Linked DNA regions of Mus musculus: regions 2, 3 and 4 are each linked to region 1. The links are chromatin contacts, called in public HiChIP or PLAC-seq, Micro-C and promoter capture Hi-C maps. All regions are on one chromosome and are shown on one strand. The core of a region is the stretch at or near the end of the contact, and the rest is flanking DNA. Distances in the headings are between cores, read along the strand shown. Region 1 holds the start of Nr3c2 (nuclear receptor subfamily 3, group C, member 2). Region 2 has its middle 84 kb from the start of Gm39199. Region 3 overlaps Nr3c2 (nuclear receptor subfamily 3, group C, member 2). Region 4 overlaps Nr3c2 (nuclear receptor subfamily 3, group C, member 2).

What was found. Promoter capture Hi-C pulls out the DNA fragments that hold promoters and counts their contacts. A called contact is a pair of places that touch in the nucleus more often than the background predicts. HiChIP or PLAC-seq counts read pairs in DNA pulled down with a chosen protein or histone mark.
Region 2: a promoter capture Hi-C map of hippocampal neurons shows a contact between it and region 1, with 10 times the contacts expected there. The contact joins the enhancer-like site here to the promoter of Nr3c2 in region 1. A contact is called at or near these places in 4 of 39 promoter capture datasets (the 3T3-L1 cell line, hippocampal neurons and liver), 3 of 484 Hi-C or Micro-C datasets (cortical neurons, muscle stem cells and ventral hippocampal neurons) and 2 of 115 datasets of contacts at active chromatin or transcription factors (forebrain and neural progenitor cells).
Region 3: a Micro-C map of muscle stem cells shows a contact between it and region 1, with 5 times the contacts expected there. The contact joins the enhancer-like site here to the promoter of Nr3c2 in region 1. A contact is called at or near these places in 10 of 39 promoter capture datasets (the 3T3-L1 cell line, 3T3-L1-derived adipocytes, embryonic stem cells and 4 more), 5 of 484 Hi-C or Micro-C datasets (embryonic stem cells, muscle stem cells, nephron progenitors and 2 more) and 3 of 115 datasets of contacts at active chromatin or transcription factors (embryonic forebrain, embryonic stem cells and forebrain).
Region 4: a contact with region 1 is called in an H3K27ac HiChIP or PLAC-seq map of neural progenitor cells, with 4 times the contacts expected there. The contact joins the enhancer-like site here to the promoter of Nr3c2 in region 1. A contact is called at or near these places in 4 of 39 promoter capture datasets (the 3T3-L1 cell line, hippocampal neurons and liver), 5 of 484 Hi-C or Micro-C datasets (cerebral cortex, neural progenitor cells, neurons and 2 more), 2 of 115 datasets of contacts at active chromatin or transcription factors (forebrain and neural progenitor cells) and 3 of 9 other capture datasets (adipose tissue, embryonic stem cells and pancreatic islet).

The regions. Positions count from the first base shown.
Region 1 is chr8:76,900,781-76,903,815 of GRCm38.p6, reverse strand. It overlaps Nr3c2 (nuclear receptor subfamily 3, group C, member 2), which reads right to left and starts at 1,486. Exons shown (of 9, transcript NM_001083906.2): 1 at 1,276-1,486.
Region 2 is chr8:76,528,524-76,531,558 of GRCm38.p6, reverse strand. No RefSeq gene overlaps it. Among named protein-coding and RNA genes, the nearest start is that of Gm39199, 84 kb to the right of the region's middle. Within about 2 kb of position 1,393, at least 3 of the 459 cell types and tissues checked have an H3K27ac peak or open chromatin away from gene starts, as enhancers often do. A contact at or near this core is called in hippocampal neurons and muscle stem cells, where this site is marked.
Region 3 is chr8:77,208,863-77,211,897 of GRCm38.p6, reverse strand. Nr3c2 (nuclear receptor subfamily 3, group C, member 2) reads right to left here. Exons shown (of 9, transcript NM_001083906.2): 7 at 1,124-1,254. Among named protein-coding and RNA genes, the nearest start is that of Gm24838, 64 kb to the right of the region's middle. Within about 2 kb of position 1,492, at least 17 of the 459 cell types and tissues checked have an H3K27ac peak or open chromatin away from gene starts, as enhancers often do. A contact at or near this core is called in muscle stem cells and pre-pro-B cells, where this site is marked.
Region 4 is chr8:77,172,134-77,175,168 of GRCm38.p6, reverse strand. All of the region lies in intron 4 of Nr3c2 (nuclear receptor subfamily 3, group C, member 2), which reads right to left. Among named protein-coding and RNA genes, the nearest start is that of Gm24838, 27 kb to the right of the region's middle. Within about 2 kb of position 1,593, at least 30 of the 459 cell types and tissues checked have an H3K27ac peak or open chromatin away from gene starts, as enhancers often do. A contact at or near this core is called in neural progenitor cells, where this site is marked.

The DNA of each region.
Region 1 (3,035 bases), core at 237-2,736:
ACTGTCCTGGAGTGGTACAGTAGAGACCCATCCTTGAGGGCTGCTTTAGAAGGCAGATAACTTCAGGAAACTAGTTTGAGTTGCTCTGCTCTTCAAGACTGTTACCTTCCCCTCTTATAGATGAAGGATAAACCTGCCAAGGTCACCTAAGAGAGTGGGAGAACCAGTTAGAGCCAAGCACACATGAGTTCTGCTCACTGGCTTGACCCAATGAGCCGCATCAGCTTGCTCTCTCTCTCTCTCTCTCTCTCTCTCTCTCTCTCTCTCTCTCTCTCTCTCTCTCTCTCCTCTCACCTGCCCTCTTCCTTTAAGGAAAAAGCTTTCCATAAAAGAAAAAGCTTTGCTTTAGCTTTAGTCTCTCCTAAACTCCCGAAAGTATTTCATGACACAAATGGTAGGTAGCATGCCATGATGTCAAACGTGGAATTAAAGCTCCAAGGGAGGACTACATAGATGGAGAATGCTGTTATCACTACTATGTAAATATCACCAATAACAGTACCTACAGAGTGAAGACCCGCGATGTTAAGATGCAGCTTGGTGTCTTTAAAACTCAGCGGCTTTAATAACTCTTCTGCTAGCAAAAGTTTTCCGAACTACGATATGATAAATAAATAAAGCAGATGGTATGATGAAGCATTATGATTTAAACCTCGTCTTTTAAAAATTCAGCAGGAAAAGTCATGTACCTAAAACCCATCTGGAAAAGGATGCCACCCAAAGTAGCTTCATCCCTTGTCTGTCCCTGTCCTAAGAATCCCCTAGAGTTTCCCCAAATATAAAGGAACTGGGAACGCAAGATTTTCCAGACCTCGTTCATACAAGATCTATGGTGATCTAGCTCCTTCAACTGCCCTTATCGGCTACACCTCCCACTCAGACTGGGGAGCTTCCGCAATTGATAGATGAAAGAAACATTATTCAAACGTCCTTTAAAATTTGCAAGAGCCAAACGATCTGAAATTCATTTTTGGGGAAAGGGGAGGGTGGTAGACCGCCCACTGCCAAAGGCGGTTAAAAGCCGCTCTTTAGAGGGCATTTATCCAAAGTGGCCAAACTTTCCCAAAATAGTCCTCAGCCAGCCGGGGGTGGGGGGGGGTGGGGGTGGGGAGGGTGTGGGGGATGAAAAACCAAAACAAAACAACAAGCACACAGAACCATACTGACTGTGCCTCCGGATTACGCAGCGGCTTCTCCCTGCAAAGTGCAAGCCACCCTTGCCACAGTCGCACACCGGGCTGGACCAGAGACGCCCCACTGCGCACCCCTACACACCTGCCTTGGCCAGGGTCGTCCTCTCGCCGTCTACCTGTTGCAGTGCTTGCCACCTCCACGACACCCCTGCTGCGGAGCCCCCCTACATCCAACCACATCCAGGCCAGCAAGTGCCGCTCTCCCTGCAGCGGGAGAGCCCAAGACAGCAGCGCTTGGCGCCCAGGTGACTTGCACAAGCTTCCTCTGAGCAGCCTGAAGTTGGCTCTCTTCTCCCGGGCCCAATGACACCCCGGGTGCGCAGGAGCTGAGGGGAGGGGTCAGGGGCAGGGCCGGGGCGGGCCAAGAGGAGGGGGCGGGCGAAAGCCCCGAGGGGGGAGTGGAAAGCCGGCCCTTTTAAACCGGGTCACATGTCCAGAAAGTTCAGGTCGCTGTCCCGCCCGCTGGAGCCATTTCCATTGGCCAAGGGGGAAACAAGGCTCCACGCTGTGCGGGCCAGGCGCGCTTCTCATTGGGCAACAGGGGCTGTCAGTCACCAGGCGGGCGACATGACTGATACAAAGTTGCTGCGACACAGCCTGGACTCCGCAGCTTCCTTAAAGCCGCAGAGGCGGCGAGTTCTCCTGGTTCCCGGAGGTGGCCCCGACCGGGCAACCCCTGCACACGCTACCCTTTAGCCCACTCTGCTCCTTCGCCCCAAACTTCTCACCTACACAACTGTCGCCCCCCCCCCACCCTCCCTGGCGACCACAGCAATCTGGAGAGAAGGGGAAAGCATGGTGACGCTAGAGCAGCCTAGATGGTGAGCCCTTGCTCTCTCCACCTGCAGCGCCAGGTGAGCCACAGCGGTGCACACCCGGCGCCTCCCACAGCGTCCTCAGGCCTAGGACTGCTCGGGTGGGTGTCCCCGGGACCCCTGAAGCTCTGCTCCCGCCCCCTCCCGTTCTCAGAGTTACCTTCCCGCCGAGCAGCCTTAATCTCCGCTGTCGGAGAGACAGAGGATCTCGTTCCCACTCGATTTCAGTTTCCTTGTGTTAACCACGCAGGAAAAGCGGGTGCTTTCAGTGCAGCCAAACCCCTTTAAACACAGCCTTCCTTCCACCCCACCCCCTGCCAAAAAAAAAAAAAAAAGTGCCAGGGTCAAGAGCTGAGGCGCCTGATAATTTTGTTACTGTACTTATACTACTTTAGTCCTGGATTTTTCCACTAGTTCAATATGCAAGAAAGCTTACTATCTCGAGGATATTCACTTTATAATGTGTGAAAGGGGTGCACATAATTGGGGCAGGTATACTGGATGAGGGGAGACACTAAAACTATTTTTTAAGGATCGTTTGTCTGCGCGAAGAAATTTCGACCCCTTTCCTTCGCCCAACCCTGATTTCCCTCCCATCCACCCAAGCACTGCACTTGCTAAGCCGAAAGATGGACTCCTTAACTTTAATTTCTAAGGACTTTTAGACTGGTTTGAGGCTCGTCTTTGGACTCCCCTGCTGGCTGGGAGTCAGCACCAGTGATATACACACCTAAATCTGGTCCCCTGGCCCTTGGCGACCCGCAGGCCGCCGGCGGCAGCTGTGCAGCTTCAGGCTCACCCTCACTCGCCAGGAGCTGAAGCCCCAGAAGGAGGAGGGCATCTTGTGCCCAAAGGCCCCTCCTTTCCTTACAGTTAGTTAAACCTCAGGATCCCGGATCCCAAGCCCAAGGAGACTGGAAGTCTCAGTCACTCCAGCAGGACACTCCCCAGAGGCAAAAGAAACTGCAGCGGAGACGACAAGCTGGTTGGGACTCCAGTGCCCATCAGTCGCCAGCGTAGAGCTGGC
Region 2 (3,035 bases), core at 144-2,643, 370 kb after region 1:
CTTTGAATAAACGAGGGTGCTCACAGCTAAACCAATTGCCATGGTTACAGGCAATCTGCGTATTATATCTCCTGGAAGGCAAAAAGAGGGTAGTTAAGGTAAACATTACCTTGTCTTTACAAAGAACAGTTACTTAACAACAACACACCTGATCTTGCTGCTGTTGGAATCCGAGGAACATGTTGAGGCCCAGGTTCTAGGCCCATTGCAGATGCCCACCTTTGACATGTCTTGTGATTTTCATCTCAAGAAGCCTGGTTAACTTTCTTTCTAGAGTTTGTAAGCTTGAAGCAGGTTCAAGGTTGCAGAGATTAAGAAACCGAAACCATAAAGTTTTATTTATTATTCTAACATATCTGGTGATCACAATACTGTCACTGGCACCATGAAGTTAAGCCTTACTAGTCTGATGTTGCAATGTACTGAGGCATTGATATCAATGCCATGCCTTTCTTTGGTTAGCGCCGAATGGGGAGTCAGGCTTTCAAACTCTGTGGGGAAAGGGCTGGTCTTCATCATACACTTGTCAAAGAGCATCGTGAGCTTTCTGTGTGCAGACATCTTACTAAATTCTGAAAATGCAATGGCAAATTACCCCTTTTCTGCTGGGAGGCATGGATCAGAGAACTGTTTCCTTTTTTAGGATGAATAGTATGCTGTAAGGAAGACTTCTTTAGACTTTTATTTAGATATTTAACTGACTGTGGTACAAGATACATTTTTTCTGTTTGATAAGAGAACAGCAGCAAGTGTGAGACTGTATTATACACCTCATATATCACTGATCCTGGGGGCTACATGTGCCTCATATCTGGCTCAATTTATTTCTCTCTTTCAGCTTACATTTCATGTTCCCCTGTGTCTCCTTTTAGTTTATTTTCTCTTGCACTCTTGCATCCCAATAATATATTTATAGATGAATTTTAGCCTTTACTCCCCTCTCTTTCTCATTTTACACGATTGTCTTGGTAACCTCAGTTCTATTGAAATTGGAATAGAAACAGAAAAGTTGGAGCTGAAATTCATTACCGATGAGTTCAGACTTTTCTGTATAAGACAGACCATGATGAACAAAACTGATACACTGCACCTTAGAAGAAAGAGGATTTCTCTCTTGGTCACAAACTAGGGTTTTGTATGAAGCATATTTTAAGCTCTGGCCTGTTGATAATCACAGAGGTGTGCTCCTTTTCACTGGTCCTGCCCCTGCCCCCTGTGCATTTCAGAGCGGCTCTGGCAAGCTTTTAGAGAGATCCTGTCCTCAGACTTAAATATCAGCAAAAACATCTTCCTGTCCTATGCTAAAAGAAACAGAACCCTATAGAACTGGACACATGTGCCAACCATTTAGCTTCTATTTCAGAAGTCAAACATCTTTTAAGAGCTTGCTGGGGAGAATAAACCAGTGATGTGATCATTTCCAACGATTCGGTGTCTGGGTGCCAGCTGCTTTCCGTTGCCAAAGTGGGAGAAGATTTTATTTTTCTAAAAGAAATTGTTGGGAGTTTTGCTGTTCAGGAGGATTTGTTTCTCTTCGATTTCAGAAGGGTCTTCTGACATTCTCACGTCATCTTTGTATTATTGTGTAACTGCTTTTTACAAAGATGGCCAATGAGGTAGTGCAGTGTTGGCTCTGACATTTCCACCCCTTCTGGCCTTGGCAGACTGCGTTTGCTAATGAGAGTGGCGAATTTAGGAATGAACTGATCCAGGGAACCAAAGAGGTCTACTTTCTCCCAGGAGAGAGAAAACCTCTGAAGACTGACATGGGGCTGGATTATTAGTAGTCCACGTTTGCAAAACTGTTAGATGGCAACAGTTTAGAGTCAGGTGACTTCCTATGCCAGTCTCTTTGCTGACATGGATGTTGGCGTTGAACAGTGTTGCTCACTTCTAGAAAGATGAGTGTCCAGAGAGCCAGGAGCCCTCAGCACTTTCTGCTGCATTACACTTTAAATGGCAGCTCCCCCCAGCCTTGGAGATGACAAGCCATAATGACATTTACTTTCACAGACCACATGGCTAAAAGCAATCCATGACACTTTGTAGAGATGTTTGCTCTGCCAGGGTAAACAAATTGGGTATGTAGTGTGTAGAAACAATTGAGGATTAAAATGGTAGTTTAAGAAACGAAAGGACAGGAAACATTTATGGTCAAACGAATAATAATGAGGCATCTATTGACACAAAAATATTTTTACCAGAGAAATGTACATAAAGAATTGCCCTAAGTTATATATGCATCACAGCTTCCCAAAATGAATTCTTAAGCTGAGTCCTAGTAGTATTTTAAGACTGAAACAGAAATAATGAGTCTCCTCTTCATCATCCAATGTCTTCAGCCAGAAGTGCCTTTCCTTAGTTCCATATTTTCTCAACACTCTGACAAACAAAGTGAAGGAGACTGTGGGCTTAGTATGAATGTTGGTCCACTGGCTGTACCCTCAAACAGTATTTTCAAAGACTTTCTTGTTTCTCTTTGGAGATTTTATTTCTGACTCTCAATTTGCAATGTGGACGTTGGCTGCATACCTTAAGATTCAGAGTAGGTAGCTGAAATCTCCCCAACCAGGCAAAACCGAAGAGTTCTGAGCGCCCCTGTTTGTTGGTAGGAAAGCTGATTGTTTTACTTCTTTCTGACCTAGTGCTTCTCCACCTTCAGTCCTCATTTTGCACCTAGGGGTAACTATAATGGATAGCCATAGTGATGTTAGTATATTTATAGCTTCTCTTTAAACTCAATAAGACATGTTTGCAAATACACTTTCTCTTCATCTCAGATCCTCGAGCCTCTGTCTCTGATCTTTGCCTGCCATGTGCCTTTGTGATCACATATAAAGATAGAACCTGAGTTAATTATTGGTTGTGCTACTTTGGCAAAAGTATAAAGCCATACTCACATAGGGAAGATTCATACATGCGCAGCACAACAAGCAAAACTGAAGTCTTGGAGGAGTAACATGCATGAGGATTGATGCTGTTAAAATGATACCCAAGAGGATGTAAATTCTAAGCCGGAAGCATGCACACCAAAG
Region 3 (3,035 bases), core at 243-2,742, 310 kb before region 1:
ATTTCTCCATCCTCTGGACACAGAGTTGGTATAAAAGAATTTACAGTCCACAAAGTCCTCTTAAAGCTTGCCCTCGCTGTGGCATTCTGACACGTGGCATCTCCTCCATTGGTCGTTGTCTCCTGGTTTATCCTTGACTTCATTATGTCTGGTTTATTTTGATCTATTTTCCTCTTCCATCTGGGCAGTTACTGAGACCAACTCTGCCACCGTGCTGAATGGACAGCCTTGCTCTGCTCCTTCTGTGACTGTCGCTGTGTCTCACGGGATCTGCCACTCACCTGCTGTTCCTCCATCTTTCCCTTCAATTCAGTTGCCCATGGTAAGTTTTCATAGCTGCAAACACAGCACTGACCCTGCCACCCTCTGCTCAGAAGTGTTTGCTAGGCTTTAGACTTCTCCACTGGGCATCGACTAATCTGGTGCAATCAACATTCCCTCCTTATTCTCCCTGACTCCCAGTGCAACAGGATCAGATGCATCTCGGAGATTTACTGAATGCATGCATAAAATATTTAAAATTAACATTAGTGATTAAGCATCTTACTTAAGGCCTCATTCCCACCCTATACACGTTCACTCACGCTGCCAAAAGGAATGACGCAAAGAGACAATCCATGTGCTCCCCTTGGATCCAGTCTGGAACCCTTCAAAGCCCCTGCGTTCCAGCCAGGTTATATGCTATCCTTTCATCTACAGAACTGAAGTGTCCTTCTCTTGAGCCACCAGCAGACCTCCTCACCTCTAATCTTAGTAAATCACCATGTCTCTCAATGTATTCAAGTTATCTTTGAACTTGTCTTGCAGGATAAGACACGCTCCCCACAGACTAAGGCCAAGTGATTGTACCACATATGCACAACCAGACACTTAACAAATGCTTAGTGGTTGAGTGAGGGTAGGTAGGCATGAAGGTCTTCACTGTTTAATACATCCAGTTTTATCATCAGCAAGGAATTTAGTTCATGCAAGGCCAAAAACTCTCCTTTCATCTCTTCCACATATGCATGCATTTCTTTTCAGAGAGTGGGTACTAAGTAGCTGAGCATCATAAATGGCCACTCTCATGCAGGGAAGATGATCTGACAATGTAGAAAGAGTGCCAGCGTGGGTATCAGCATACCTGTGCTCAGTAGCAGCAAAACCTTCATTATGGAGTACTCCTCAAAGGTCAGCTGAAGCCGCACGAACTGAAGGCTGATCTGCCGCATCCCCTGGCACAGCTCATACATGGCAGACTGATGCATCTTCTCTCTGCAAAGGAAAAGCAGCCACATACATCTGAGAAGATGGGTCACCGTCACATCCAGCCTGGCAGCCCGGGCAGCTCACCAAGAGCCCTGAGCCAGTTCCCCCTGTGGCTTCAACATGAAGCAGATGTGCAATTTAGAGACAAGTCAGATGCCTTTCTGAGTAACTGTAAGTCAATGGTTTCTAAAGCCCCACGAACTCCCTGTGAGAACATGATGATGCTGTGATGAGATCACCCACAAACCAGAGCAGCTGTGGTGATGTGGGGTGAAGCTCAAGCCTTGCTGGTTGCCGGTGTGACAGACTGACTGGAAAGGACTGGGTTGACTGCAGTGAACAGAAGGTGGTCACGACTAAGCCTATTTCTACATGGCCTCTCCTACAGAGGTCATGAAGTAGGTCTGGTACTGACTTCACCAATATACTTGTTACAGGGAATTAAAGGCAAACTAGAAAGGTAAGAACAAGAAGTAGAATTGGCTCTAATCAAGACAGCAATGTCACCATATACAAAAATGTTTTCATTCACACAGCCAACCTATCCCTTCATTCCACCACCCAAATGTTTCCATATAAATACATACATACATACAACGAAGTGGTCTTTCTTTTCTTTTTTCTTGAGGGATAAACAAGGCATCATATTGTTTTTAGATGGTTTTTCAGGAAAAAAGTGCCTGTTGGGAGGCTTTGAAAATGTAGCAAGAGATGACTGGTGAAACACGAAAAGAGTTGCCAAGTCAAAGGGACAGGACGGGCCACAAGGCTGGTGCATTTCTCCAGGTGTATCAAGACAGGTGAGCACCTGCGATGCAGTCCCCTCCCAGGATGCCCCCTGAGCTCTGCTCAGGTGCCAAGCCTCTTCTAAGAGGTGAGGAACCCTCAGGGAAATGGGGCAAACGTGGCTCTGGATAGTAACAGTATCTTCCTTCTCCTGTCATAAGCTAGAAGCTATGTTAAGACAATATCTACCTGCACACGCACACACACACATGCATGCATATAGTAACAGTAGAAGCTTGTAGATCTACTACCAAGAATGAAGCATTAACAAATGCTAAGACCTTTTAAATACTTACTTTCGATTTTTAAACAGTTTCATTATGACACAGTTGAGGCCTAGTCTCTTCCTGCTGGGTCTGACCTGGCTCTTTCTCATCTAAGATAGGAACAACAAGCTTGATGGACTAACCTTTGTTCTCAAATGTGTGTGTTAACTGTGCGTGTGTAAAATGACACACTCCTGAATTTTCATACTGAGATTTGACACTAGAGATAACATCCCTCAGTAACTAATTTCCACTCAACATGTAAGTATGAAAGGTGTCTATTTTAGTAGTGGGAACACTAAGTGAAGTCACTCTAGCTGCTTCAAGCTTTGTGAATAACCTCACAATTTATAACAATTTTCTAAAACAACATGTGCATGTTGTTTTAGAAAACATGTGTGTGCACGTGTGTGTGTGTACATGAGTGCAGTGGCTGTGGAAGCCAGAGCGTGTCATATCTCTTAGAGGAGGGCTATAGACAGGCGTGAGCTGCCTGATGTAGATGCTGGGGAACTAAACCCGGCTGTTCTGCAGGATCAGTACAGGTTCTTAACCACTGAGCTCTCTTTCCAGCCCCTGTTATAATGTTTAATGGTGGGAGGGCACATGGATTCTTAACTTTTTATGGCTGTTACAAAGGACAATCAGAGAGCACCTTTGTGTGCTTCCACAAGACAGAGCTTGGTACCGAACTTCTCATCTACCAGCATAGCTTCCTACCAGTGTGGCCCAGGA
Region 4 (3,035 bases), core at 344-2,843, 270 kb before region 1:
CTTCAGATTTAAAAAAAAAAAAAAAAGACTGCGTGGTTTATATGCATAAGAAATGAAAGCTAGGAGCAGGAACGACAGCTCGACAGCTCGACATGTGTAGGTATATACACATACATATGGGTAAAGCATACACACACAAAATGAAAATAAATCTTAGAAGGTAAGAGAAATAAAAATTATCAATGGAGGAGAACATACACAGACTGAAAGTTTTATTTCCAATGTTCATTTTCTTGAAAAAAGTTCTTAGTTTGGCCTTATTTCAGTAAAACAATTACTCATAGCTTTATCCCTGCAATTCAAATTATTTTTTTTCAAGAACAATTATTTGGAAGCATGTTTTATTGAAAAACAAAACAAAACTAAACAAAAAAAATCAGAACGTAGTTAGGAGTTCCCAGGGTGCCACTCAAGTTAGGGGGAGGATTAAACATATTATCATATTATAAGTAATCTTTTACATTATTTACAGGAAAAGTAAACTGAGCAAGTTTCACTGGATTATTTTGTGATCAAATCAGGCATTATTGTTATTGACTAATATTAATAAATAAATATAAAGAATATTAATAATAGCAATATTAACACCACTACTACTACTATTATTATTATTATAAAAATCATTTAAATCATTCAAGAGAAATAGACTGGAAAGGCCAGGTAACCTAACAGAAATTACCAATGAATAAAACACTTCATGACTGGAACTACATAGAGAATAGAATCTGTTTCTGAGAGTTGTTGCTAAGCCGAAGAAGCCAGCTAGCATGTGAGAATCTTCTCACGACACACTAACTCTAGTATGCCAGAGGACAAGGGAGGCACATAGTGAGGAGTTCCCAGGGTGCCACTCACGCTAGGGGGAGGATTAAGCAGGCCAGAGAAAAGGGAAAACCAGTGTCAAGGTTTACAGCTTCTAAAATAAGTACGATTCCACATTTCATTCCTATGACATTATCAGAATAAGTCTAAATTAAGAATTAATAGTAGCCAATGATGCATATAGTTGAAAAAAAGGTTATTTTTCTAGACTGGGTTCTCTTCAGGATACTGGTAGACTTGGTCTGAACACTCCCAGATTGAATGGAGCTGGACCAAACTGGCCTGTTTTGAAGCATTGAAATGGCAACCTGCAGTGACTCCTGGGCTCAGGGGTCAGTCCCGCAGATCTGGAGAGGGGAGAGGCGAGCAGCTGGGAGAAGCACCAGGCCCACACAGGCCTGCCCTGCCCAGCTGTTTATAAGGCTCACTTCTATTCTGTCCTTTGGTCTTCTGCCACAGTGTAAATTCCAGAGCACTGGAGACTCTCTCGAAACCAGTTCAAGAACAAAAGCTCCTTTAAGACACTACTCTTTCTGTCTTCATTTCAAAAGTATTCTTCACATTAAAGCCATTTAGCTAAAACAGACAAATAGACAGTAACCTCTTTCCCTTCAACAAAACAAAACAAAACAAACAAACAAACAAACAAAGGAAACCCAGAACAACAGAAAAACAAGGTGCCGAGAAAGTTCTTTCAGAGCCAGATACTCAAACACAGGAGATGGGGTCCCAGGCAGCTGAGGGAGTAGGCGTCTGCGGGAGTGGGTGGCTGCAGGAGTGGGTGGCTGCGGGTGTGGGCGGCTGCGGGAGTGGGTGATTGAAGCTGTGAAGCTGAGCTGCCCAGAGGACTTCCAGAAGGAAAAGTAGGTCTCTCTGAAAGCATTTCTTGGAGCATCTCAGTTCACATTTGAAACAGTGTAAGCAGTTCATTTGAAAACTCTAAAGTCCTTTCAGTAAACTCTTAAAGTGATGTTGCATTCGCAGTAAGGGAAAACCCAGACTTTGTTTTTTTTCCCCATCTGCTCGCCTCCACCCTTCTTCCCTCATGTTTGCTTCTGTTCCCAAGGGAGGCTTCCCTTCACATCAAAGCCCGCTGGGACATAGAGCCGGCTGGGACATAGTGATTGCCACACATGTAACTTATCGGTGGATTCCACGGCTGCCACTGTCAGTGTCTGAAGAAGGCCTTTCTGGTGTGACAGGATGGACTGTCACTCCACGGTTGGAAGGACCTTGAAGGTTACTAAGAGTCAGGTCTTCATTGATGACTTGGATAAAGAGCAGTTTCATGTTACAGTTTTCAAATTGATTCAGGTTACACTGGGAGAAACACAGGTGTTAATCCTCATTATAATCTTTAACCTCCATATTTAAATGGGGATAATAGAAAAACCTGTAACTTTCTCTTAGAGAATTTCTAGTCTTTAATGTCTGCTTCTTGGACCCACAGTTAGTGTTAGAAATCCCACTAACCATGCCCATATCAACGATGTACTCTTTCCTTTTCGTCTCTGAGTTGTGACACCAGACTTTGTTTAGGCATTTTGCTGTGTGGAATACTGTCCTCAGTGATTAAGTGCTTGCTGAAAACTATAGGAACAACAGGGCAGGCAAACAAATGAATCAATGTTTTCCTCTGTGTCTCGAACCAGGTAGATTTCCTCACCTGATCGCTGCAGTCCCGTTCCTAACAAAGCTTTTTCAGAGGAACAAAGCAGGGCTGTTTGGTTTCATCTTAAGCCCCAGAGTAGGCTTGTCTCCCTGGAAAACAACTTCAGCCAAGGCTCAACTCAGCCTTCTGAACAAAATCAGGCCAGTGTCCTCCACAAAGGCAATGGATGGAAGGACAAAGTGCCTGGCAGGATTGGGGTAAGGGGCTGATTATCTAAACAGAATCCCACACTGGTAAGATACAGTTTCTCCAGAATTACAGCAGGAGGATGCTGAAGTTGGAGGCTAATGAGCTCCAGGACTCTTGGACAGATGGTCCTTAGGTCATCAGCATTTATATGAGACCAAAATGTCCCTTGCGTATATATGGTAGGATACCAGTGCTCTGATAACAAGATACCTATGAACAGGCCTTGATACATCACCCAGTAACTGACACATATCATTCTCTGATTTATATTTCAAGAAGATGTCTAATACCTACAACCAAAATACTATGCATTATAGCCAATACTTGAGTAAGGAAAACAGATGCAATGTTC